Linked DNA regions of Mus musculus: regions 1, 2, 3, 5, 6 and 7 are each linked to region 4. The links are chromatin contacts, called in public HiCAR-type, HiChIP or PLAC-seq and promoter capture Hi-C maps. All regions are on one chromosome and are shown on one strand. Each heading gives the region's core, a stretch centred on a gene start, on an enhancer-like site or on the middle of the called end of the contact. The rest is flanking DNA. Distances are from core to core; before and after follow the strand shown.

What was found. Promoter capture Hi-C pulls out the DNA fragments that hold promoters and counts their contacts. HiCAR-type assays count read pairs that join an accessible place to other places. HiChIP or PLAC-seq counts read pairs in DNA pulled down with a chosen protein or histone mark. Capture Hi-C pulls out chosen DNA fragments and counts their contacts.
Region 1: an H3K4me3 HiChIP or PLAC-seq map of neural progenitor cells shows a contact between it and region 4, with 36 read pairs. The contact joins the enhancer-like site here to the promoter of Als2 in region 4. A contact is called at or near these places in 21 of 39 promoter capture datasets (the 3T3-L1 cell line, 3T3-L1-derived adipocytes, the C10 cell line and 13 more), 10 of 15 datasets of contacts at CTCF or cohesin (the G1E-ER4 cell line, the NIH/3T3 cell line, embryonic stem cells and 4 more), 224 of 484 Hi-C or Micro-C datasets (the 3T3-L1 cell line, 3T3-L1-derived adipocytes, the 63-12 cell line and 110 more), 52 of 115 datasets of contacts at active chromatin or transcription factors (DN3 thymocytes, the NIH/3T3 cell line, PVALB interneurons and 29 more) and 5 of 9 other capture datasets (adipose tissue, embryonic tail, liver and 2 more).
Region 2: a HiCAR-type map of astrocytes shows a contact between it and region 4, with 3 times the contacts expected there. The contact joins the enhancer-like site here to the promoter of Als2 in region 4. A contact is called at or near these places in 9 of 39 promoter capture datasets (the 3T3-L1 cell line, the C10 cell line, the HPC-7 cell line and 4 more) and 3 of 115 datasets of contacts at active chromatin or transcription factors (astrocytes and bone marrow-derived macrophages).
Region 3: a contact with region 4 is called in an H3K27ac HiChIP or PLAC-seq map of the NIH/3T3 cell line, with 3 times the contacts expected there. The contact joins the enhancer-like site here to the promoter of Als2 in region 4. A contact is called at or near these places in 5 of 39 promoter capture datasets (3T3-L1-derived adipocytes, the C10 cell line, liver and 2 more) and 2 of 115 datasets of contacts at active chromatin or transcription factors (the NIH/3T3 cell line and memory CD8 T cells).
Region 5: a contact with region 4 is called in a promoter capture Hi-C map of adipose tissue. The contact joins the promoter of Casp8 here to the promoter of Als2 in region 4. A contact is called at or near these places in 16 of 39 promoter capture datasets (the 3T3-L1 cell line, the C10 cell line, the HPC-7 cell line and 11 more), 3 of 484 Hi-C or Micro-C datasets (CD4 T cells, neutrophils and uterus), 15 of 115 datasets of contacts at active chromatin or transcription factors (T-cell acute lymphoblastic leukemia, acute myeloid leukemia, bone marrow-derived macrophages and 10 more) and 3 of 9 other capture datasets (adipose tissue, liver and macrophages).
Region 6: an H3K27ac HiChIP or PLAC-seq map of the NIH/3T3 cell line shows a contact between it and region 4, with 3 times the contacts expected there. The contact joins the enhancer-like site here to the promoter of Als2 in region 4. A contact is called at or near these places in 21 of 39 promoter capture datasets (the 3T3-L1 cell line, 3T3-L1-derived adipocytes, the C10 cell line and 14 more), 1 of 484 Hi-C or Micro-C datasets (the HPC-7 cell line), 8 of 115 datasets of contacts at active chromatin or transcription factors (the NIH/3T3 cell line, T-cell acute lymphoblastic leukemia, bone marrow-derived macrophages and 4 more) and 2 of 9 other capture datasets (adipose tissue and liver).
Region 7: a contact with region 4 is called in a promoter capture Hi-C map of embryonic stem cells. The contact joins the enhancer-like site here to the promoter of Als2 in region 4. A contact is called at or near these places in 14 of 39 promoter capture datasets (the C10 cell line, the HPC-7 cell line, the SN4741 cell line and 9 more), 5 of 15 datasets of contacts at CTCF or cohesin (the G1E-ER4 cell line, the NIH/3T3 cell line, embryonic stem cells and 1 more), 38 of 484 Hi-C or Micro-C datasets (the C10 cell line, ECoMG myeloid progenitors, the G1E-ER4 cell line and 23 more), 30 of 115 datasets of contacts at active chromatin or transcription factors (the NIH/3T3 cell line, acute myeloid leukemia, astrocytes and 18 more) and 4 of 9 other capture datasets (adipose tissue, embryonic stem cells, liver and 1 more).

Annotation. Positions count from the first base shown.
Region 1 is chr1:59,621,926-59,624,911 of GRCm38.p6, forward strand. All of the region lies in intron 11 of Gm973 (predicted gene 973), which reads left to right. Among named protein-coding and RNA genes, the nearest start is that of Gm33833, 3.5 kb to the left of the region's middle. Within about 2 kb of position 1,621, at least 9 of the 459 cell types and tissues checked have an H3K27ac peak or open chromatin away from gene starts, as enhancers often do. A contact at or near this core is called in cerebellum, differentiating embryonic stem cells, neural progenitor cells and 2 more, where this site is marked.
Region 2 is chr1:59,729,097-59,732,112 of GRCm38.p6, forward strand. No RefSeq gene overlaps it. Among named protein-coding and RNA genes, the nearest start is that of Snord11, 26 kb to the left of the region's middle. Within about 2 kb of position 1,400, at least 17 of the 459 cell types and tissues checked have an H3K27ac peak or open chromatin away from gene starts, as enhancers often do. A contact at or near this core is called in astrocytes, where this site is marked.
Region 3 is chr1:58,858,422-58,861,295 of GRCm38.p6, forward strand. Gm28802 (flagellum-associated coiled-coil domain-containing protein 1) reads right to left here. Exons shown (of 14, transcript XM_030243918.1): 8 at 2,843-2,874; 9 at 2,073-2,142; 10 at 1,958-2,010. Among named protein-coding and RNA genes, the nearest start is that of Gm28802, 37 kb to the right of the region's middle. Within about 2 kb of position 1,515, at least 98 of the 459 cell types and tissues checked have an H3K27ac peak or open chromatin away from gene starts, as enhancers often do. A contact at or near this core is called in the NIH/3T3 cell line and memory CD8 T cells, where this site is marked.
Region 4 is chr1:59,235,789-59,238,494 of GRCm38.p6, forward strand. It overlaps Als2 (alsin Rho guanine nucleotide exchange factor), which reads right to left and starts at 1,443. Exons shown (of 34, transcript NM_028717.6): 1 at 1,367-1,443. It overlaps Gm33667 (predicted gene, 33667), which reads left to right and starts at 1,567. Exons shown (of 2, transcript NR_168353.1): 1 at 1,567-1,965.
Region 5 is chr1:58,793,902-58,796,930 of GRCm38.p6, forward strand. It overlaps Casp8 (caspase 8), which reads left to right and starts at 1,473. Exons shown (of 9, transcript NM_009812.2): 1 at 1,473-1,837.
Region 6 is chr1:58,908,293-58,911,134 of GRCm38.p6, forward strand. It overlaps Trak2 (trafficking protein, kinesin binding 2), which reads right to left. Exons shown (of 16, transcript NM_172406.3): 13 at 1,658-1,956; 14 at 231-497. Among named protein-coding and RNA genes, the nearest start is that of Gm28802, 13 kb to the left of the region's middle. Within about 2 kb of position 1,494, at least 46 of the 459 cell types and tissues checked have an H3K27ac peak or open chromatin away from gene starts, as enhancers often do. A contact at or near this core is called in the NIH/3T3 cell line and trophoblast stem cells, where this site is marked.
Region 7 is chr1:59,583,453-59,586,571 of GRCm38.p6, forward strand. The region is part of intron 10 of Gm973 (predicted gene 973); the gene reads left to right. It overlaps Gm39648 (a long non-coding RNA gene), which reads right to left. Exons shown (of 3, transcript XR_865454.2): 3 at 2,946-3,119. Among named protein-coding and RNA genes, the nearest start is that of Gm39648, 11 kb to the right of the region's middle. Within about 2 kb of position 1,394, at least 19 of the 459 cell types and tissues checked have an H3K27ac peak or open chromatin away from gene starts, as enhancers often do. A contact at or near this core is called in the G1E-ER4 cell line, adipose tissue, bone marrow-derived macrophages and 2 more, where this site is marked.

The sequences.
Region 1 (2,986 bases), core at 371-2,870, 390 kb after region 4:
TTCTGCTGTGTCCTCCTGTTGTGGGTTCTTGTGTTTCATGGCTTTTCTATTTCCTGTTACTCAGTCCTTGAGTCTAGAGACTTAATCAGATTCAGGTTTCATTCTTCCGTTTGGCAAGGCCAGTTCTGTGTCTCTCAGGACACAGAATGTTCACTTGTCTCTTTTTGATGCCAGTAGTTATAGATCCATCAGTCCTGGGGCTGGCGAAAATAATGCCAGATGGAATTCTATCAGTGCTTCCTCATTTACTAGTTGGGAGATGCCAACAAAGAGGAATATTCCCCTTAGCCAGTGGTATAGTTTACATAAGGAGGCAGGACAGTTGATCAATCTTTCCATTTATGGATCAGTTTTCAATGAGCTGGTTCCCTGCAGCCCCCACAGAGATCTAGTTTTCAGAGATAATCATTGCTAATTATTAACTTGTGGACATATATATGGAAAATATAATTTTAAGATAATACATGAAAAATGATTTCATTTTAATAAATAAAAATAGACATGAATAAATATAATCTTCTATATAACCCTGGATATAGCAAGCACAGATAGGAAGAGCTGTTACCATAAAGATGACAATTCTAAAAAGGGTGCAGTGGCATTTAGGACCAGCCTGGGGGACCTAGCAAGCTTCTTTCTTTCTTTCTTTTACTATTTTTATTTATTTATTTATTTTATCTATTTTGGGGTTTTTTTGGTTTTTTTTTTCCCCCGAGACAGGGAGTTCTACGGGAACTCCATCTGTAGACCAGGCTGGTATTGAACTCACAGAGATCTGCCTGCCTCTGTCTCTGAGTGCTGGGATTAAAGGTGTGCACCACAGCCTAGCTGCAAGGTTCTTTCTGGAAGGAAGGAAGAGATGGAGGGAGAGAGAGAGGAAGGGAAGGAAGGAGGGAAGAAGGGAGGAAGGGAGGGAGGGAGAAAGAGAAAGAAAGAAAGCAAGCAAGCAAGCAAAGGCAAGACAAGACAAGACAAGACAATGATCCATAAATTAATCTATCAATTTGAAGCAATCATAAAAGTCCCATCAGATGAGCTGACACACATCTTCAATCCCACAGTTGGAAAGCTGAAACAGGAAGACTGAGTTCCAGGCAAGCCTGGGCTACATAGTGAGACCAAATCAAAGGTAATTCGATCACAGGGACACCTCTCTTGTGAAAGCTTAGTGTAGTTCCCTCAGTGGGTTAATGGCTTCGAGAGCAAGTTGTTATAAATCAAATTCAGCTTCCCTAGCTTGCTCTCTTGATGCGTAATACCACTGGCTCTTCCATATGTCTCTTTCTTTTCTTCCATAAAGCCATGATTCTTCATAAATAAATGCTTCATTTCATTATTGGAAAAATGTGAATCAAATATGTGAGACTATTCAAATCTTACACGACTAAATAGAAAGTCCATGGGTAATGAGTATACAAGGTTTTTGTTCTACACCCTGCATCGTTTATTTTATAGATGTCAAAATTCAATGCCTAAATACCAAGTTATTTTCCTAAGGGAAAGAAACCCCCTTCTCTAGCTCACACAGATCAGTTCTGATCATACAGGGTGGAGTAACACCAGTGTAAGCCTCCACTTCTGGATGGTACAATTGCGCCCTCTGGTGGTCATCATGTGCTCTGTACCCAAGCTCAGAAAAATAGTACAAGGCAGAGCATGCCTTCAATGAGAATGTGTCATGCCCCATCCCCTCTCCTTCCCTACTCCCAGGCAGCCATGTTCAATAAAGAAATTCTCACAGAGGTCCCCTTGTCATGGAGATACCTTAGGTACTATAATCATCTCCTACTACCCAATAATATCCCATATAGAAAGCAAAAGAAACTCTCAGGTACATTTCTCAGTTACATTGGACACTTATAGACTCTCCCCACTCCAAAGGCTGGAGGTGATGTGTGTGAGAGTATTACCTCAGTGTGCGAGAATGGCCAACGGGAGCCCAGTTACAAAGGAACCCTGGGGGTCGGGGAGCACTATCAAACTGAACACTGTTTAAAGCAGTTTGCTTTTAGTGTTATAACCACACTGGGCTTTTAAGGAAACAATTTAAACATACTTAAATCTTCTAATCTAACATAATATTCTTTTGTCTATTTTCTCTTCCAATCCTTAGCCATCTAGTTTTTTTGTGATTGTTGTTTGATTTTTGAGATGGGTGTGAATGTTCACTCTGGCCGGCCTGGTATGCGAAGCAATCCTTCTCTAGGTTTTAATGAATTCTATCACTTTTCTACTTTTCTATAGTCTATATTTTTTTATTGTTATACCATAAATACTTTCTACACTTTCAGTATTTATCTTTCTTTTCTTTCCTATTTATTAATCTCCTGAGTAGTATCAAGGTTTGAATACAGCGAGAAAGACATTCTACCTGTGAGTTGTTCCTAGCCCTTACCTATAAATTTAAGTACCACACTCATGTATAAGTCACTTCCCAAGTCTGTTAAACTGTCTCTAATTTTTCATTGCCAACAAATAAAATAAGTACATTTTTATAAAAGTTAAGGGGCTGGTGAGATGGCTCAGTGGGTAAGAGCACCCGACTGCTCTTCCGAAGGTCAGGAGTTCAAATCCCAGCAACCACATGGTGGCTCACAACCACCCATAACAAGATCTGACTCCCTCTTCTGGAGTGTCTGAGGACAGCTACAGTGTAATAAATAAATAAATAAATAAATAAATAAATATTTAAAAGTTGACTTGTCGGGCCTGGTATGGTGGCACACACTTTTAATCCCAGCACTTGGGAGGCGGAGGCAGGCGAATTTCTGAGCTCGAGGCCAGCCTGGTCTACAGAGTGAGTTCCAGGACAACCAGGGCTACACAGAGAAACCCTGTCTCGGAAAAAACAAACAAACAAACAAACAAACAAAAAGGTTGCCTTGTCTTTTCGGATTGTTTCCATCTGCTACATAGCCAGGAGAGAGTCCTGTTTAAAGGCTAAAATAGTTTTCTGGTTCTAGACACATACTGTCTCTTTCCTAGA
Region 2 (3,016 bases), core at 150-2,649, 490 kb after region 4:
GAGGCTGTTTTCTCTCGAGAAACATGAGACCATGTGCTGAGAAAAGGAGGCGCACGAGAGGGAGATGGGAAATAGCCTCCGTTGAGGGCTGTACCCATGAACTCAGAAAAGCGTTGCCTGCCCAGTGGTGGATTTCTATTAACAGCCTGAGTAGAGGAGCCACTCAGGTTGAATTCACCCAGGCTTGGAGCCGGCCAGGCAGGGACAATAAAAAGACAGAAGGTGGCAGGAACGTAGGACAGTGGACCTGCGCAGGCCCTGGACTTGAGCCTCAGCATTGGGGCGAGCTGCAATGGAGCTGTGAGTTTGCTCTTCTTACCCAATGACTTGTTTGGCTTTTGGGTGCCCTCCTACCTTCAACTTCCTAAATGCTGAGATTACTGGTGTGAACCACCACACCCAGGTTTCAAATAATGCTTTTACTTTATTTTTCTTTCTTTTTAAGTTTTTAGACAAGGTCTTGGCTAGGTAGCCTACACTTATCCCAAATTCACTATCCTCCTGCCTTAGCTGCCTAAACGCTAGGATTGCAGCAGGCATGTACAACCATGCCTGGATTTTGCTGTGCCTGTTTTGTTTAGATATGCTTGGATCTACAGATACTTAACGTTGTCAGCAGAGAAACCGGAAGCACAGGTTTGTTGCCTAGGAATAATAAATAGGCTTTCCCATATAGCCGAGGTGTGTGCTGAGCCAGACTATCTAGGCTTCTAAGTACACTGTGATATTCCCACAATGACAAAATCAAACAGAGGCTCTTTTCTCAGAAAATCAACTCATGGGTTCATTTCTAGCGTTGCTTCCTCGGTTAGCCCTTCCGACCACCTTCCTTTCTTTCTTTTTTCTTTTTTTGGTTTTTCGAGACAGGGTTTCTCTGTACAGCCCTGGCTGTCCTGGAACTCACTCTGTAGACCAGGCTGGCCTCGAACTCAGAAATCCGCCCGCCTCTGCCTTCCAAGTGCTGGGATTAAAGGCGTGTGCCACCACTGCCCGGCTTCGACCACCTTTCTAACATCACCTGCATTCCTCTACCTAAAGCTTTTCAGCATGTAGTTATTTATTTACCCAGCTATGTCCACCTCTTCCTGTAGATTGTGAAGTTCCAGAAGGCTTTCCGGGATTTAATTCAGTATGAGAGGTGCTGGAGAGGTAGCCCAGTTGGCAAAGTGCCTGCTCAGCAGAGGCGGCCAGCATCGTGACCTGAGGAACTACGTACCGGGCTCTCAGCTTTTCCATTGTGAAGACAGTCTTTGTTGGACTACCCAGACCATATCGGGTAAAGCAGCCTAACAAATCCTGTTTTGGCATATGGTCATTCTATGGGGTCTACTAGAGAGCCCTAGCTGCCGTCATAGGTACCAGGGAAGTACATGGCAGTAATGTTGCACAGGAGAGAAAGACGGTTTCTATTGCTTCTGGCCCCTCCCTTCCTGGGAAACTGGAAAGAAGCTGCCAGACTTGAAGGCACTTGCTTCTACTCATCTTGGAAACACTTAAAACTATGTCTAATGCTGCACTCCTAGAATATAAATTCAGGCAAATAGCCTAGGAGAGTCAAAATCACGACTTTAAGCTCATTTGAAGAAGGTGAGGGGGAAGGAATAAAAGAAAAGGGAGGAAGGAAGAAAGAAAGAAGAAATTGTAGTTATGACCTAACCACAGTCAAAAATCTCTTTGGCTTCCATTGGTCTGGTATGAATGGGAGGCTTTAATCTTCAGAACTTTGTGCGTGTGCGGCCAAGCAGAGGAAGGGAAAATCAGGCACGAAGCCATTGAACACAATCACATACTTGCTAGCCTTCCTCAAGTTCAGACCTCTGCTTGAAGGTTCACCCCACTGGTTCTAGGAGGCCCAGGCTAGCATGAGAAATCAGTGGGAAAATGTTCTTTCAGATGTCAAGTCCCAGCTTCTATCAGACAGATGAATAGAGCCACAGGCATGGACAGGCAGGCAGGCCCTTTTGTTGGCTATGTGAGCGGTTCCAAGTTTTCTTCTTCAATGTTCCTTAGACCAAATGCTAATATATTCTGTCCTAAAACATGGTGCATAGAATTAAGGGATCATTTCTGAGAGCACTTCGCCCACTGGCCTCTCTGTGTTGTGATAGGAGGAATAATTTATTGGAAAGTGAATTCTTCAGCCTGTGGTAGGAGAATTACTCTCCCACTTTCTATGATTTTTGTTTTGTTTTGTTTTGTTTTGTTTTGTGTTTTGAGTCAGCGTTTCTTTGTGTAGCTCTGGCTGTCCTGGATTTGCTTTGTAGACCAGGCTGGCCTCAAACTCAGAAATCCGCCTGCCTCTGCCTCTGCCTCTCAAGTGCTGGGATTAAAGGCGTGTGCCACCACTGCACAGCTCAAAAATTTTTAAATGCTGCTTCTTCTTCTTCTTCTTCTTCTTCTTCTTCTTCTTCTTCTTCTTCTTCTTCTTCTTCTTCTCCTCCTCCTCCTCCTCCTCCTCTTCCTCCTCCTCCTCCTCCTCCTCCTCCTTCTTCTTCTTTAGAGACTTTTTTTTCTTGTTTTGTTTTGTTTTGCTTTTTCAAGAAAAAGGTTTCTCTGTGTAGCTCTGGCTTTCCTGGAACATACTCTGTAGATCAGGCTGGCCTCAACTCAAGAGATCCAGCTGCCTCTGCATCCTATGGGATCAAAGATATGTACCCATGATCAACTAATTTTTAATTTTTATTTATTTGTTTATTTATTTATAAAATCTATTTATTTTAATTTCATGTACATTGTTTTGTACTACATGTGTGAGGGAGTCAGTGTAACTCCCCTGAAACAGGAGTTACATTTGTGAGCTGCCATTTAGGTGCTGGGAACTGGGCTCAGGGTCTCTGGAAGAGCAGCCAGTGCTCTTTCCTGCTGAGCCATCTCTCGAGGCCCCTGATTTTACTTTGAATTCTCTCTGTGTGTAAATGAGTACAGTTGCTGGATGTGGACAGGGGTGTTGGGTCCCTTGGAACTGGAGTTGCAAGGCACTTAACTTGTGAGCTGCCTGATGTAGGTGCTGGAATCA
Region 3 (2,874 bases), core at 265-2,764, 380 kb before region 4:
GGAGCAGGGCAAGGGGGGAGGGGATAGGGGATTTTCAGAGGTAGAACTAGAAAAGGGGATAGCATTTGAAATATAAATAAAGAAAATATCTAATAAAAATATCAAGTTGGGTGGTGGTGGCGCATGCCTTTCATCCCAGCACTTGGGAGGCAAAGGCAGGTGGATTTCTGAGTTCGAGGCCAGCCTGGTCTACAAAGTGAGTTACAGGATAGCCAGGGCTACACAGAGAAACCCTGTCTCGAAAAGAGGAAAAAAAAAAAAAACAGAATTAAAAAAACAAAACAAAACCTGCTCAACCATGTGATGATTGACAAGCACCAACTTATGTCTTTACGTCTGCATTGCCCTTAGAAGTTTGCTGAGAAAGATGCTTTCTACATTTGGTTTTTATAAACTTTTAAAGGTTGATTTGGGCACGTTGCAAGGATAACTAGCAACTGTATTTGTGTTTATTTCATAATAAGTTATGCTATCAGACCAACAGAACCAACTTTTTTTTTTTTTAACAAAACAAAAACTGATAAATTGAGTCTGTGGTGGTAAAAACCAGAAGAATGGTGGCCTGGGGCAGGTGAGAGGAGATGGGTTTAATGGAAGAGGAATTAGCACGATGGTTAGAAATGTACACATGAGTGACATAATCAAAATATTGACAATATTGCACAATTCTCCATTTGCGTGAAAAGGATGGAGGAACCTAAGACAGCTTATAGCTTGTATAATTAGGGTGATTGTGGGGCATTGGGCTGTGCAAAGACAGTCTGGTCTCCAGTTGAGCTGAGATGTTGAACCCTGGGACTTGGTGGTGATAATTCATCTACATGGGACGGAAGTTCTCTCATGTCTCCTGGAACCCTGGCTCCCATCGAAGTTACCGCTCCCCTCAGCCCCCACAAGAGAAGTGTGTGGCTAGCAGTCAAGTAGGCAATGTCCCAAGATTCTGATCTTCAGGCTAAATTCCTCCCCAGTTACCTAGCAACAGAAAAGATAGCAGCATACCATGAGGGGCTGTTTGGCCCCTCCTCGCTCTTTCACTCTCACCTCTCTCTCTCTCTCTCTCTCTCTCTCTCTCTCTCTCTCTCTCTCTCTCTCTCTCTCTTTCTCTCTCTCTGTCTGTCTTCTCTCCTCTCTCTACCTCTTTCTCCCTCTTATTCTCTAGCGTTTCTTCTCTCTCTCTCCTTTCCCCCTTCTTTCCTCTTGGCTATGGCCAGTCTCTCTCTTTTACCTTCTTTCTCCCTGCCTTTCTATAATAAAGCTCTAAAACCATAGACTGTCTCTGCGCTCTAATCAAGGCCCACTGTGCAGAGTCTCACCTGTGTGGGAACCTCTCTTCCCTCTTCCCTTAACCCCAGGGTGACAGGGTGAAACCCCAGGGCACATTTTGATTTCAGGGGACTGCCCCTTATCCACTCCCCATCGAGTGGGTCAGAGGCTTACATGCCACCTGGGCTGAGTGGAAAGCGACTGGCAGCCCTCCCTCATCTGCCTGCCCAGAACATAGGTGGAGCTCTGGCCGGATGTGGGCTATCCTCCCTCCCCCCTCTTTTCCCAGGCCCCTTTATAGTTCCCACGGGTGATGCCTAAGTCCTGATCTTGAAAGAAAATTAAATTCAAGGTCCATGACTCATGCGGCTTGCTAGTTAGGAGGGTTTTTTGGGCCAAGGGCAAAGAACAAAGGCTGTTGCTGTTAAGTCATTCCAGGAACTGGCTATCCATAAAGATAGAGGCATACAAAGACGTCCGGACTATCTCAGCCAAGTTAAGCACCTGCCCCTCAGAACTGCTGTTACCTCGCTCTGCACGTACAATTTGCTGATGTTTAAACTGTCCAATTGTGTGTAACTGCGCCAATTCTTCCCCTACCCCCAACTTTTTTGTATATAAACCCCTAGCTTCTGAGCCTCGTGGTCGACTCCTCTGTCTCCTGCGTGAGATACCATACAGTTTGGAATCTCACCTGAAACACACGGAATATACTCTTCAGATACTTATATTCCTTGCCCATCTTATCTGGAGGAAAAGAAAACAAGGATGTCATTATTCCTTCGGTGGGCACACTTTCCAAAACTCACATGAACTCTTCAGCTCCACACCCAAGCTCTCCCTGGGGTGATGAAACCGTCTTGGGATTCCCAAGTCGCTCTGGAAGCTTATCAAAAAGCTTATCAGTTATTGGATCCCACCTGAACCGATGGATGAAGAGCTTCTGGGAGAGAGGCCAGGTACTTTCTAAACATGCTTCTCCAAGAGCTCAGAGCTCCCACACTCTGTTCAGCTGTTTTAGTAAGACAACCTCCCCCCACCCCCGAGGGTCATCTGTATCTATGGGAAGGAGGAACAGAACCTCCCACAATGCATCTGCTTCTCCTTTTTGTATCATTTCCTCCTTTACAGTGGTTATGAAAACCACACATTCTCTTCAGGAAACTAGAAAACAAGCAAAGTGTAAATAAGACACTAACTTCAAAGAGAGGAAGAAGGTTGTAGAGTGTCTCGTTCTCTCTGTGGACATTAGTCTATAAACCCCAAATCTGAAGGGTGCACACTCTGCTTTCCCCAAGGGCACACAGTAGCCCAGTGAGCATTCAAGAAATCACTGCCATTCTCCATGCAAGACAACCTGAAGGCATCATAGTAATATTGTAGTTTTAGAACTTTAAAATTCACTTAAAAAAAATTTCAAGTTCTTGCTCAGTGATGAAGCAGTTCCATTCTCGGTCATTCTCATGCCTTAAGCCTCAGAAGGGAAATGTTGGACATCTGGCTGTGCCAAGCCATGGCTATAGGGACGCCAGGGTACAGGCTGCCCACTTTCCCTCCCATTTTCCCCTCAGGGCCTGACAGTGCCTAGTTTCTCTTCGGCCAAGGCCTTTT
Region 4 (2,706 bases), core at 193-2,692:
TCACCTGTGATCCAGATCTTGAGGCTAGACTACACAGGCTTTTGACCCACATCTTGACATGGGACAACACAAGTCTTGAGGCATAGTGGTCATGAAAAGCTTAGGCCCAGGCAAAGTAGAACACGCCTTTAATCCCAGGAGAATGAGGCAAGCAGATCTCCGAGTTCAAGGCTAGCCTGGGACAAAGCAAATTCCAAATCCAGGGGTAATGGCACACACCTTTAATCTGGGTCACACCTTCTGCTAGAGGCCTACATAAGGACATTGGAAGAAGGAAGGCTCTCTCTCCTTTGCCTGCCTGCACTCCTTTGCCATCGAATCTATTGGAACCTACTTCTTCAGGATTCCAGCTTATCCAGAAGACCAGCTAAAATAACTACCCTCGTGGGACTGAGCAACTATTAGATTCTTGGACTTCCCATTCCCGTTGTTGGGCTAGTTGGACTGTAAACTGTATATCACTATGATAAATTCCCTTAATATATACATTTCATAAGTTTTGTGACTCTAGAGAACACTAATACATACAGGTATATGATAAAAAACAAAAAAGTATGGCCTACTGTTTTTTTGCATTTTTGTACCTGCTCCAAATAAACCTACATCACACAAGTTTATCCTTGACAGTCATTTAAAAAACAGATACAAATATAAGAACAACAGAGTAACAACCTTAATTTGGGTACAGCAGTCAGTTAATCTATAAGAAAGTGCTGCTCTTGACCACCCAATTCAACCAGTGTGTTTTCCCTCTTTGGTAACCACAGAAGTACTAAACAGTAGCTTGCCTCTACAAATCTACAGTTGCTTGTCTGCAAATAGCCCTGTTACCTGGAGGACCAACATCAATGTGAGGACCATTTCCTCAAGATCGCTCCAGTGTTCTTTCCTGTCTTCACGATGATTCCTTTGATGACTTGATACATTTAGGGATTTGGTCAAACTACCACTGATTAATACCAAAGTCCTTTTCATTTTCAGCAAACGCTGTTTCAAACCACAGACCCTCCCCGCCCCCCTTCACTTTTCCCCACGATATGCATCCTGGGGCAAACCCACCTAGGACACTCAGCAAGGTTCACTGTCTAGCCAGCTGGGCGCCCACTGTGGGCATTCAAAAAACCCTCTGAGCGGATGGGCGTAAGCAGCGTGGGTGGAGGCGGGAAGAGGGGACCCGAAGGAATGCCACACAGCTCCGACCACGGCAGTGGGGCGCTGGGACCCGGAGGGTGGGACCCGGGCCGAGCCACCACGTCCGGAGCTCTTCACAGGCAGGCGCCGTCCCCGCAGGCCAGCCCAGCGCGCTCCCGCACCTCCGCCGACCCGCCTTCGAACCCAAGGACCGCCCGGACCCGCGCGGGCTCACCTGACGCTCCCGCAGCTCCGCGCTCTTCTCCCGGCGCGAGCCCGACTGCACCGCGGGTACGCGAGATCAGCTGATTCATGGGGGCGGGGCCTCCAGGTAGGGGCGGGGCCTCCGGCGGCGGGCTGGAGAGGCGGGCCCGCAGAATGGGTGGAGCTAGGCAAGAGCCGGTGACGGCGTCCGACAGGGATCAAGATTGCTCCGAACGCATCAGTGACTGCAGGCAAACCATTCAGTCAGGGCAGAACCAATCGTCCTAGGGCGGGCGCACTTTAGAAGCAACCGAAGACTCAGTGAAAGGACCTAACTCAATAAGCGTTTCCATGGTAACGATAGGCCGCGCTTGAGGATGGAAACTACTGCAAGTTTTGTTACCTCCTCAAACTGCGAGAAATGAAGAGAAAATCTTACCTATCAGAACATGGCTGCACACGTCTGTAATCCCAACATTTGTGAGATGAAGGCAGCAGGATCAGGAATTCGAGGCCAGCCTTGAGAACGTGTCTCAAGAGAAATAACAAAAGTGAAAATACGAGCTACCTTTAAGCTGCATGACGTCATCTCTTCCCGAGTGTGCCTTTGCCGCGTGTCCACCTTAAACGGTAAAGAGTAGGAAGAAACTATTTCCTCAGGGCTCCTCAATATACAGCGTTAAAATTGTTTTTGCTTGCTTCTTAGTCTCACTACCATCCATACTTGTCACGGTCGCAATCCTCCCGCTGCACCCCTAAGTGCTCCCTTGAATGTTTTGTGTAACAGATGCTCTCAGAACACAAGCCAGAGAGAAATCTGCTGCTACAGAGTGTGCATCGCGGAACCTACAGAGTTACATTTATTTACTCATTAAAGATAGATATATTCCCCGAATCGAATGCCCCTGCGTACAAATTCCCAACTGGTTCCTCCAACTCAGGGTCTCTCACCAGAGCCTTATCAACTTCAGTGCTAGAACAGAAAAGTGTACAGCCTTGAGAATGGCGCCACCAAATGGTACAAACCAGGGATGTCCTGCAGTTAATGAAGCCTGGACTCTGGCCGCCCTAACAAGCTACCTGTCCTCCATAACACAGCTAAAAAAGACAACAGTGAAAGAAATTTATTCAATGAGACTGCACTAGGAAAAAGAACTAAGGGGCTGGTTCAGTAAACCCCCTAAGTCTATCTTTGGAGCCTTGACATAAGTAGAAGGCTCAAGGTGTGATCTTGCCCATGGTAAACACATCTTGGTTGGTCCTGCAAAGCAAACTGACAAGTTGTCAGAACTAAGAACCAAGCTCTCCTGATGGTTTGCACCCAGAAACCCAATCTCTTCCTTCTCCAGTGAGACTCTTGAGGAAATCTAG
Region 5 (3,029 bases), core at 223-2,722, 440 kb before region 4:
GACCCAGATGTAAATCCACCTATGGACACCTGAGTTTTTATAAAGAAATCCAGAATTATTCAATGGAAAAAAGAAAGCATCTTTAACAAATGGTGCTGGTCTAACTGGATATAGATCTATATCTACCACCCTGACTGCACAAAACTCTAGTCCAAGTGTATCAAGAACCTCAACATAAAACCAGATACACTAAACAAAGAAGAGATAAAGAAAATGTGGTATATTTACACAATGGAGAATTATTCAGAGTTAAAAAAACAAGACAAAACAACCAAACAAACAACCCCTAACATCATGAAATTTGCCAGCAAATGGATGGAACCAGAAAACAAAAACAAAAACAAAAACCTATCCTGAGTGGGGTAACTCAGACCCAGAAAGACAAGCATGGTACGTACTCACTTATAAGCAGACATTAGCTATAAATTACAAGATAATCATGCTACAATCCACAGACCCAGAGAGGCTAAGTAACAAGGAGCCATCTCCCTAGGAGGGAGAAATAGAGTAGGTATCATGGGATTGGAACTGGGGGCATGTGGGGATGGGAGCAGAGGGATCAGGTTGGGCGAGGATGGAGGGAGAGAGTATGGCAGAGAAGACTGGAATGTGGGGGCTAGAAACCTATCAGGGTGACCCTTGCTATGACTCCTAGTAATGAGGGGTTTGGAGCTGTCTGCTGTAGCCAGGCAAGCCTTCCAGTGGAGAGACTGGGACACCAACTCAGACCCCAAACCTCTGACCTACCATTTATCCTGCCTGCAGGATGTGCTGGAGAAAAGATGGCACAGAACTTGTGGGAGTCTCCATCCAATTACTAGTCTCTCTTGAGACTTGTGCCACAAGAGGGAGGCCACCTCTGACACTGAATTCATGGAGGTCAGGAACAAGAGGCTGGATGCCCCAGACAGCTAAGATAGAACTGAACATGACCAAAAAAAAAAAAAAAAAAAAAAAAAAGCATGAAATGTTTTCTAATCATATTCTGCCATACTTGTAGACAGAAATCTAACATAGTCGCCATCAGAGAGGCCTACAGCCACACAATAGGCAGAGCTTGGGGAATCCTACAGGATATGGGGAGGAAGGATTGTAGGAATCAGAGCTCAAGGGCACCACAAGAAAACTCACAGAATCAACTAACCTGGCCTCATAGGCACTCACAGAGACTGAACCAACAATCAGCGATCCTGATGGATCTGACCTAGGCCCTCAGCATAGCTGGTTGTTTGGTTCAGTGTGAAATCACTTTCTTCTTGTAGTTGGCTCCTTTAAACTTTGTGTGTGTGTGTGTGTGTGTGTGTGTGTGTGTGTGTGTGTGTGTTCGTTCGTTCATTCCATTAGCTCTGGTTCCACTGTCTCTGGGATAGCCTGGAACTTGCTTGTTCTAATCTTCCTGTCCCTACCTCCGAGAGTGCTGACATTTCTAGAGCAGAGGGTTTCTGCGTGAAAGGAGGTGTGGTTGGACTGGGGGAATAAGGAAGTGTCCTCCAGAACTGGCGGGAGCTCTTAAGGCGGGCAGAAAGCGAAGCAGCCTATGGCCTCTAGGGCTGGCACCAGGATGCCACCTCTAATGATTAACTCAAACGCCTCTAAACATTCGGAGGCATTTCTGTCCCCTATGCCCTAGTTCTCTCAGTTGTCTTTCATTCTGACTTCGGTGCTTAAAAGTCCAGCTTCTCGGAATCGGTAGCAAACCTCTGTGAGCCGGCGTGGAACAGGAAGTGAGTACAGTTCTGGGGAGCGCCGGCCCGGGCTGGAGGCTCGGAAAGCCCAAGCCAGCGGAGGCCTCGCCCGAGCTGGAGTTGTGACCGGCGCGGCAGGTACTCGGCCACAGGTGAGTGCTGCAGAGCAGTCGGGTTCCTTTCCCACCAGCGGGCCGAGATCCCACCGGTGGGTGTCGATCTCGCGTGGCGCTCCCCGAAATGCAGCCATCGGGGTGCCGTCGCCGCCTCTCCAGAAAACTTTATTGGACTTCTTAGGCTTACTTTCTTTGTAGTTTGGCTCAGGACCTGGAGCTGAGTTAATCCTCCGGGGAGTCCTCTAGCTTGAGCTGCGTTTCCTCCGGCGATTTTCGTGCTCTTCCCAACTCAGACGTCCATCAACTCTAATCCCAAATTCTCTCTTCCTTTCTCCTTCTCCTCCAACATCTCCCCTCCCTTTTTCTCTCCCTCTTCTTCTCTTTGCCTTCTCCTCTCCCTCCCTCTCCTCTTCCTCTCTCCCTCCCTCCCTCTGTCCCTCTTTGGTTTCATGATTTCCTGCAGAAGCTCAGGCTTCTTGAACTTACGACCTTGCTTCCACCTCCTGAGTGCTGGCAGTACAGGGGGTGGGGGGTCGTAGGGCACTAGCTCTGCACTTAAAACACCAACCCCCCACCCCCTCACCCCAACCCCCACAGAGAGGGGATGAGAGAGGAGGGAGGGAGGGGGCTACAGGTGACCTGAGGCCGGTAATTCCTCTACGTGCTAAGCAGTTGTAAGGGTGACTGGCTTGTTAAGTACCTGTAAGGAATTATCATACAGTCATATTTCTGTTTCTTCTTTCTTTCTTTCTTTCTTTCTTTCTTTCTTTCTTTCTTTCTTTCTTTCTTTCTTTCTTTCTTTCTCTCTCTCTCTCTCTCTCTCTCTCTCTCTCTCTTTCTTTCTCTTTCTTTCTTTCCTTCCTTCCTTCCTTTCTTTTCTTTTCTTTTCTTTTCTTTTCTTTTCTTTTTTCTTTCTTTTTTTTCTTTTTCTTTTTTGTCTTTTTAAAGGGAGTCCTCTAAGTGCCTTCTGCTTGGCTAGGTCTCAGTTTCATTCTTTAAAAAATTATTTATTTCTATTTTAATTTCATGAGTATGAGTATTTTGCCTGCATGTATGTATGTGCACCTGGTACTGGGCGGGGGGGGGGGGGGTGGCGGCACAGATTCCTTGAACTGGATTTACAGACAGTTTCAGCCATTATATGGGTGCTGGAAACTGAACCCAGGTGGTCTGCAAGAGCATTGAGTGCTCTTAAACTCCTGAGTTGTCTCATCGACAAATCTTTCTT
Region 6 (2,842 bases), core at 244-2,743, 330 kb before region 4:
CTTGCAAACCACGGACTCGCCTGACCTCTGACTCTGCCTAACTCACTTCTGCAGGCTGGTAGGAGAGAGGGAGGAATCAGAAATGTCAGCAGGGCTGTGGGTTTGTATTCTTTTATCTCCACTAACGAATAAACGCCACTGAGACTGTGCAGCAGTAGCCAGAAAACCCCAGCCAGACAATGTAGTGTCCTGGTTACGACGAGGCCATGTTCAGCTGCACCTCCTCTCACCTGTACCTGGTCCACCCGCTGAGGTCATGGGCGGCAGAAAGATTCCCGTTACTGGCGTGGGCAGTGCAGGTTTCTGCTCCAGTTGAAGAGGCTGCTGAACCTGAAAAGTGATGCCCTCTTCTTCATCCTCCTCTAAGTCCGAGATGTGGTAGACAACATCCTTGGGCACCTGTGTGAAGCCTTTAGTGATGACGCCTGGGCGTGGATCAAGAATGGTTCCCAAGTTCGGCTGAGCAAGCTGCTGCCAGTGATGCAGAGTCTGTGATCCTGAACAAGCAAAGCAGGACAGGCATGCTTTACATTCCCACAGATCCCCAATCTTGAAGAAGCTAGAATTGTGTGAGCAACAACAGTAACAATACAGATACTTATTTGGTTTTGACATTTTGTTCAAATTTGTAAATTTAAGCTCTCTGTCAAAAATTAACATGACATGGAATGGCTGAGCAATAAGTTTTCTATTTCAAAAGACAGTCTTCAAAGGGACATCTAAAGAAGAGGAGAAAAAAACCCAGTAAGGGTTTTAAACAGGACCCAGGCTGCTCAGGCAGGAAGGAGGCCACCCACTTCAGGGACAGGCTGCTCCTTCCCAGGTGGCAAAAACAATATTCACCCAGCACAGTTGATGATCTTGGAAGCAAAACTTGGGTGCTTAGGTTGGGAAATAACTTGAATTTCCTGTGCACTTCTCTGCTTGCTCATGACCCTACTTTCCTTGGTCTGCCAGGAAGAAAGGGAGACGCAGGTGATAAAGTGGAGAACATTTCCCTTTGGTTCCAGCCCATGTGACTCTGATGAAAGAGCAACCCATGCCCTTGTACAGGATGTCACATCTAATTGTGTCACTGTGGTAATTTCATCCTGAAATCAGCAACGCTAACCAACACTTGGACCAAAGCAGGAGTCTACAGGATACCTTTTTAAACCTTTGTTTTAAAAGGAACTTTTAAGCCAAGAATTAGAGAATCATTTGTGGACCATTACTATCTGATAAGTCAGGTATTTATTTTGAATTTAAGCTGTGCTTTAGGTAAAGCTGAACGGAAGGAGAAGAGTACAGATGTAACTGTGTGCCTCTATGGCAGGGACACTCTAATTGCTCCTCTTCATTCATCTCAGCCTGTTGGTCCTACCATGCAACTGCTATTACAGGATTCTGTAGCAAAAGTCAGGTAAGAGTCTTCCCACTTCCCTGCTGCGCTGATATTAAAATGTCAGAAAAGAACAAATAGCTGAAGACTTGGTGACTCAGGTCTTACTCACTGTCTGCTATGTGGCAGGCACCACAGCACAGCACAGCACAGCACAGCACAGCACAGCACAGCACAGCCTGCCTGTGCACAGGGTGCCAACATAACACAGGTCTCAATTCTAGGAGAGACGTCTAACATAGACACGGCTTCTAAAAGCTGTTCCTGGCTTATTACCTTCTAGGGGCTTGACAATCTGTAACTTCTCTGGCATGAAGCCTCGAAGGCAGCTGGCACTGCCGAGGTCCGTGGTCTCCGACTGGTCAGTGCAGACTGAGGCAAGGTTCTCCGTGGGGGCGTCACAGCTGCTGACTTCTTCCTCCTGCTCAGCCAAGATCTGGATCTTCCGTTCCCATTCCTCAGCAAAGAACTGCTTCTCACTTAGGTAGTTCTGTCTTCTCAGGCTGAGGCGATGCAATGCAGTAGCCAGATCACTATCTTCAGGGGATCCTGGGGGGTTTGTGGGCTGCGAGTTTCTGTGGGAAAATCATATTTGATGATGAGACTGTAGATTGTGAGAATAATCTAGACCACTCCTTTCTATAGTGCTGGACATTAAAAAAGACTTACCTTGAAAATGAGGTGTTTTCTTAGCTATTTAAAATACAGAAATAACAACAAACAAAATCATCAACAATACTGTTATCACAACAATCACTGTAACATATTGTACTGGCTGGCTTTTTGACACAAGCTGGAGTTATCAGAGAAAGGAGCCTCCCTTAAGGAAATGCCTCCATGAGATCCAGCTGTAAGGCATTTTCTCAATTAGTGTTCCAGCAGGGAGGGCCCAGCTCATTGTGGGTGGTGCCATCCCTGGGCTGATAGTCCTGGGTTCAATAAGGAAGCAAGCTGAGCAAGCAATCCAGTACGCAGCATCCCTCCATGACCTCTGTATCAGCTCCAGCCTCCAGGTTCCTGACCTGCTTGAGTTCCAGTCCTGACTTCCTTTTGTGATGAACAGCAATGTGGGAAGCGTAAGTGGAATAAACCCTTTCCTCCCCAGCTTGCTTCTTGGTCATGGTGCTTTGTGCAGGAATAGAAACCCTGACTAAGACACACATCATTTCCAATTACCTTAAGAAAGTAAAATATGTTATTCTTGCTAACTTCTCCATCTCATTTCATTATGAAACTGCAGGTGTGGTCTACTTTTATGTTCAGGTCAGGTACTCCCAAAGTTACTATTAGCATAGTTCACAGACTCTATTACTGAGAGCAAGAGGTACCATTGCTTTATATAACTGTGAATGCTAGCTATACACTACTACATGCTTTTAATCACAGAAAGGATGAGTAGGGCATGGTGGCACATTCATGCCACTAATTGCAGCACTCAGAAGACTGAGGCAGGAGAATCAT
Region 7 (3,119 bases), core at 144-2,643, 350 kb after region 4:
AAGCCTCTTATCTCCAACTTCTTGCTGCTTCTGGCCTTCCCTCTTTTCCCCAGCACTTCCTTACAATCAGAGCAGAAATGAGTCTGTTTGCACAATATTTGAACTGACCTTTCAGGTTAAAACACCAGGCCCAAGTCAGGCCTCCATTGAAGAAAAGCATATCTAAGCCACTTCTCCACTACTGAAGAACCTCAGAAACAACACAGACACACACATACTATGTGTGTCTGTCTGTCTGTCTGTGTGTGTGTTTGTGTGTGTGTGTGTGTGTGGTTTGCCTCCATTGAAGACACTTTTCATAAAGGATCCGAAGACCTTAAGTAATAACAATAGCAATAATAATTACAGAGTTGTGACTAAGAAAATACAATATATTTTGGAAATCCCATAGCTCCAAAGGCCATACCAATACTCCCTGCATGGTCCAAACTCATGTATCCCTATGGCTCTACTGGAGGACCCTTCAAAGAGTGACCCAGCCATGACAAGTTAACTATAGACTAAATTATGAACTTTGCAGTCAGACTGAACTTTGGATCTTAAGCTCCAAGCCTGGTTCATCTGCAAGGCCTTGGTAAGTTCACAAACTCTGGAAATATCTTGTACCTCCTTTGCAAATGGAGAAAGGTTCCCATCTGAGCTTCTTGGTTGGTTGGTGTTACCATAGCCTGCCTGCCTTTGAAAAGGAACCCCGAGGGGAAAAGCCTTATGAGGAAAAGTCTAGGGAGCCCCACCAGTCCCCAAGCCAGGAAAAATGGGGTGTAGGGTACAAAGGACTTCCTCCTGCCTCTCTCACCCCTCCCCCTTCTTGAGGCTCAGGGCACTTTATTAGGTTAATCACTGCCTCGGATTTTAACTACTTCCTCAACCTACTCCACATAAATGACTAATTTTATGTTTACCATAAAGCATCTGGAAAGGCTTTAGAAACAAATTTCTACCCAACAGACTTCAGTTTACCCACCTTGATGGGCCACTGGCCCAACCAGTGGCCTCCCTGCCTCTCTAGGACCTAGGACCTTTCTTGCTCTGAAGCACAAAGCAGGCTTGCAGCAACAGTAGTAGCAGCAGCAATTAAGCCCGTCTTTCTTTTCTTTTAATCCCTACTGACTCAGCTCGTCCCTCCATCCTTTAGGGTCTGGTCATGTAAGGTCACTCACACATAATACATTTGTCTAGTTTTGTTGTTGGTGGTGGAGGTTTGGTTTGGTTTGGCTTGGTTTGGTTTAAGTCACAGTGAGAATCCCAAAGGTGGAACCTTTTGGAAACAACAGACCTTTGAGAAGTCACATACCTAGGCTGGGAAGTATGAGGGAAAGAAAGTCTGGTATTGCTGTCCAAGTTCAGCTCTGGGGTCCGGAGGCTGCCCCCGTGCGCCCCCTCCCGGTAGTACTGAAAACCTCTGCTCTGAGTCTTCAGTGGCCGCGTCGCTAAGGCCAAAGCCGAAAGGGTGAGGGGCTCTAGCCTCCCAGTTCCACTTTCAAGTAAAGGCCCTTAGGCACCCCTTCTACACCTAGCCGGAGGTTCCGGGCCTCAGAGCCAAGTCCATCAGTTTAAAAAAAAAAAAAAAAAAAGCGCCGCAGCTGCCATCAGCAACTTCCTTGGAGTTAGAAGTGGGGAGAAGTCAGAGAAATAGGGGGAAGAAGACTACAAGGGGAGTTGCGTGGAGATGAAAAGAGCGATGAAAAAAGAGAAAGAAGACAAGCAGACGTGTTTCAACTCCAAGCTCCCATTTCCCCTTTCAAATGAACGGCCTCCCCACTGTGAGCAGAATCAAGTATTTATGAAGGCATTTTTTGCATATTAATAGCTGCGCAGGGATGGGGCCCTGCCAGCGCTTAAGTCCTAAAGGTATGGTGCCCTTTTGAAAATACAGGTCTTTCCAGCCCCTCATAGAATTTGGTTTTCTCCTTCAGATTTATTTCCCCCTCTGCCTTGTGGGTCCTCCTGGGGCCCTACAACTGATTAAGAGAAATTAGTTTCTGGGCTGCCTTCAGAGTCCAGGACTGCTCTTCCCTCTGCGGGTCGCTGACATCAATCGCAGGCTCTCGCCTTTCCTCTTCCCCAAGGCCTCTGGGGAGAGGCTTGAGGTTGGGTGAGGTGCCCAGCACCTAAAAAGAATCTTAAAATTGTAAATGGAAGTTTCAGAAGGAGATATTAATACATCCGTGCAGTGAGAGAGGAGAAAGTAAAAAAGAAAAATATGCAATCATTTCATTAACGTTAATAATACTGTCGATCCTCGGTGAGGATTGCATTTCATTTTTAAAAAGAAAACATAGAGAGTTAGAAACATAATCAAAAGACCAAATCATATTAAAATAATAGTAGTAGGCAAGAATATGAGCTATAGTTTAGTGGCAGGGCTTGACTACCATAGGCAAGGCCCTGGGTCTGATCCGGAATACTCTTATACACACACACACACACACACACACACACACACACACACACGCACACGCATACGCGCGCACACACACACACACACACACGCACACGCATACGCGCGCACACACACACACACACACACACAGAGGCACAGATGACTAGGGCTTGGGGCTGTAGTTCAGCTGGTTGAGGTCTATCTTAGAATGCACATGGCCCTGCATTCTATCCCTGGGACCACATAAAACCCAGGCACGGTCACACACCTGCAATATCAGCCCTCGGAAAGAAAGGCTCAGAAAGTCAAAATCATCCGAGGCAACCTGAGATCTGTGATCTCCTGGAATCTGTGATTTAATACTGGGCAACATCAAGGTTCCAGACGGTTGGTGAGGAGGAGCCAGCCTGGGCTGCCCAGAGTCCACCCTCTGTGTGCACTGTTATAACAACCAAAGTGTTTCCACCCACTGCTAAATATTCCCCAGGGAGCAAACTGAACCCATCACCCCTCTCTTTTTTTCCTCCTCCTCTTCTTCCTCTTTCCCCTTCCTCCTTTCCTTTTCCTTTTTTGTTGTTACTGTTGTTCGTTTTTGAGCCAGAGTCTTACTATGTAGCCCAGACTGGCCATCCTACCTCACTGAAATTATAGGCATATGCTATCACGTCCAGAGTGACTGAATATTGAAAGTGCAAATCAAAACCATAAGTCAATCATGATTCCATCTATGGTTGTT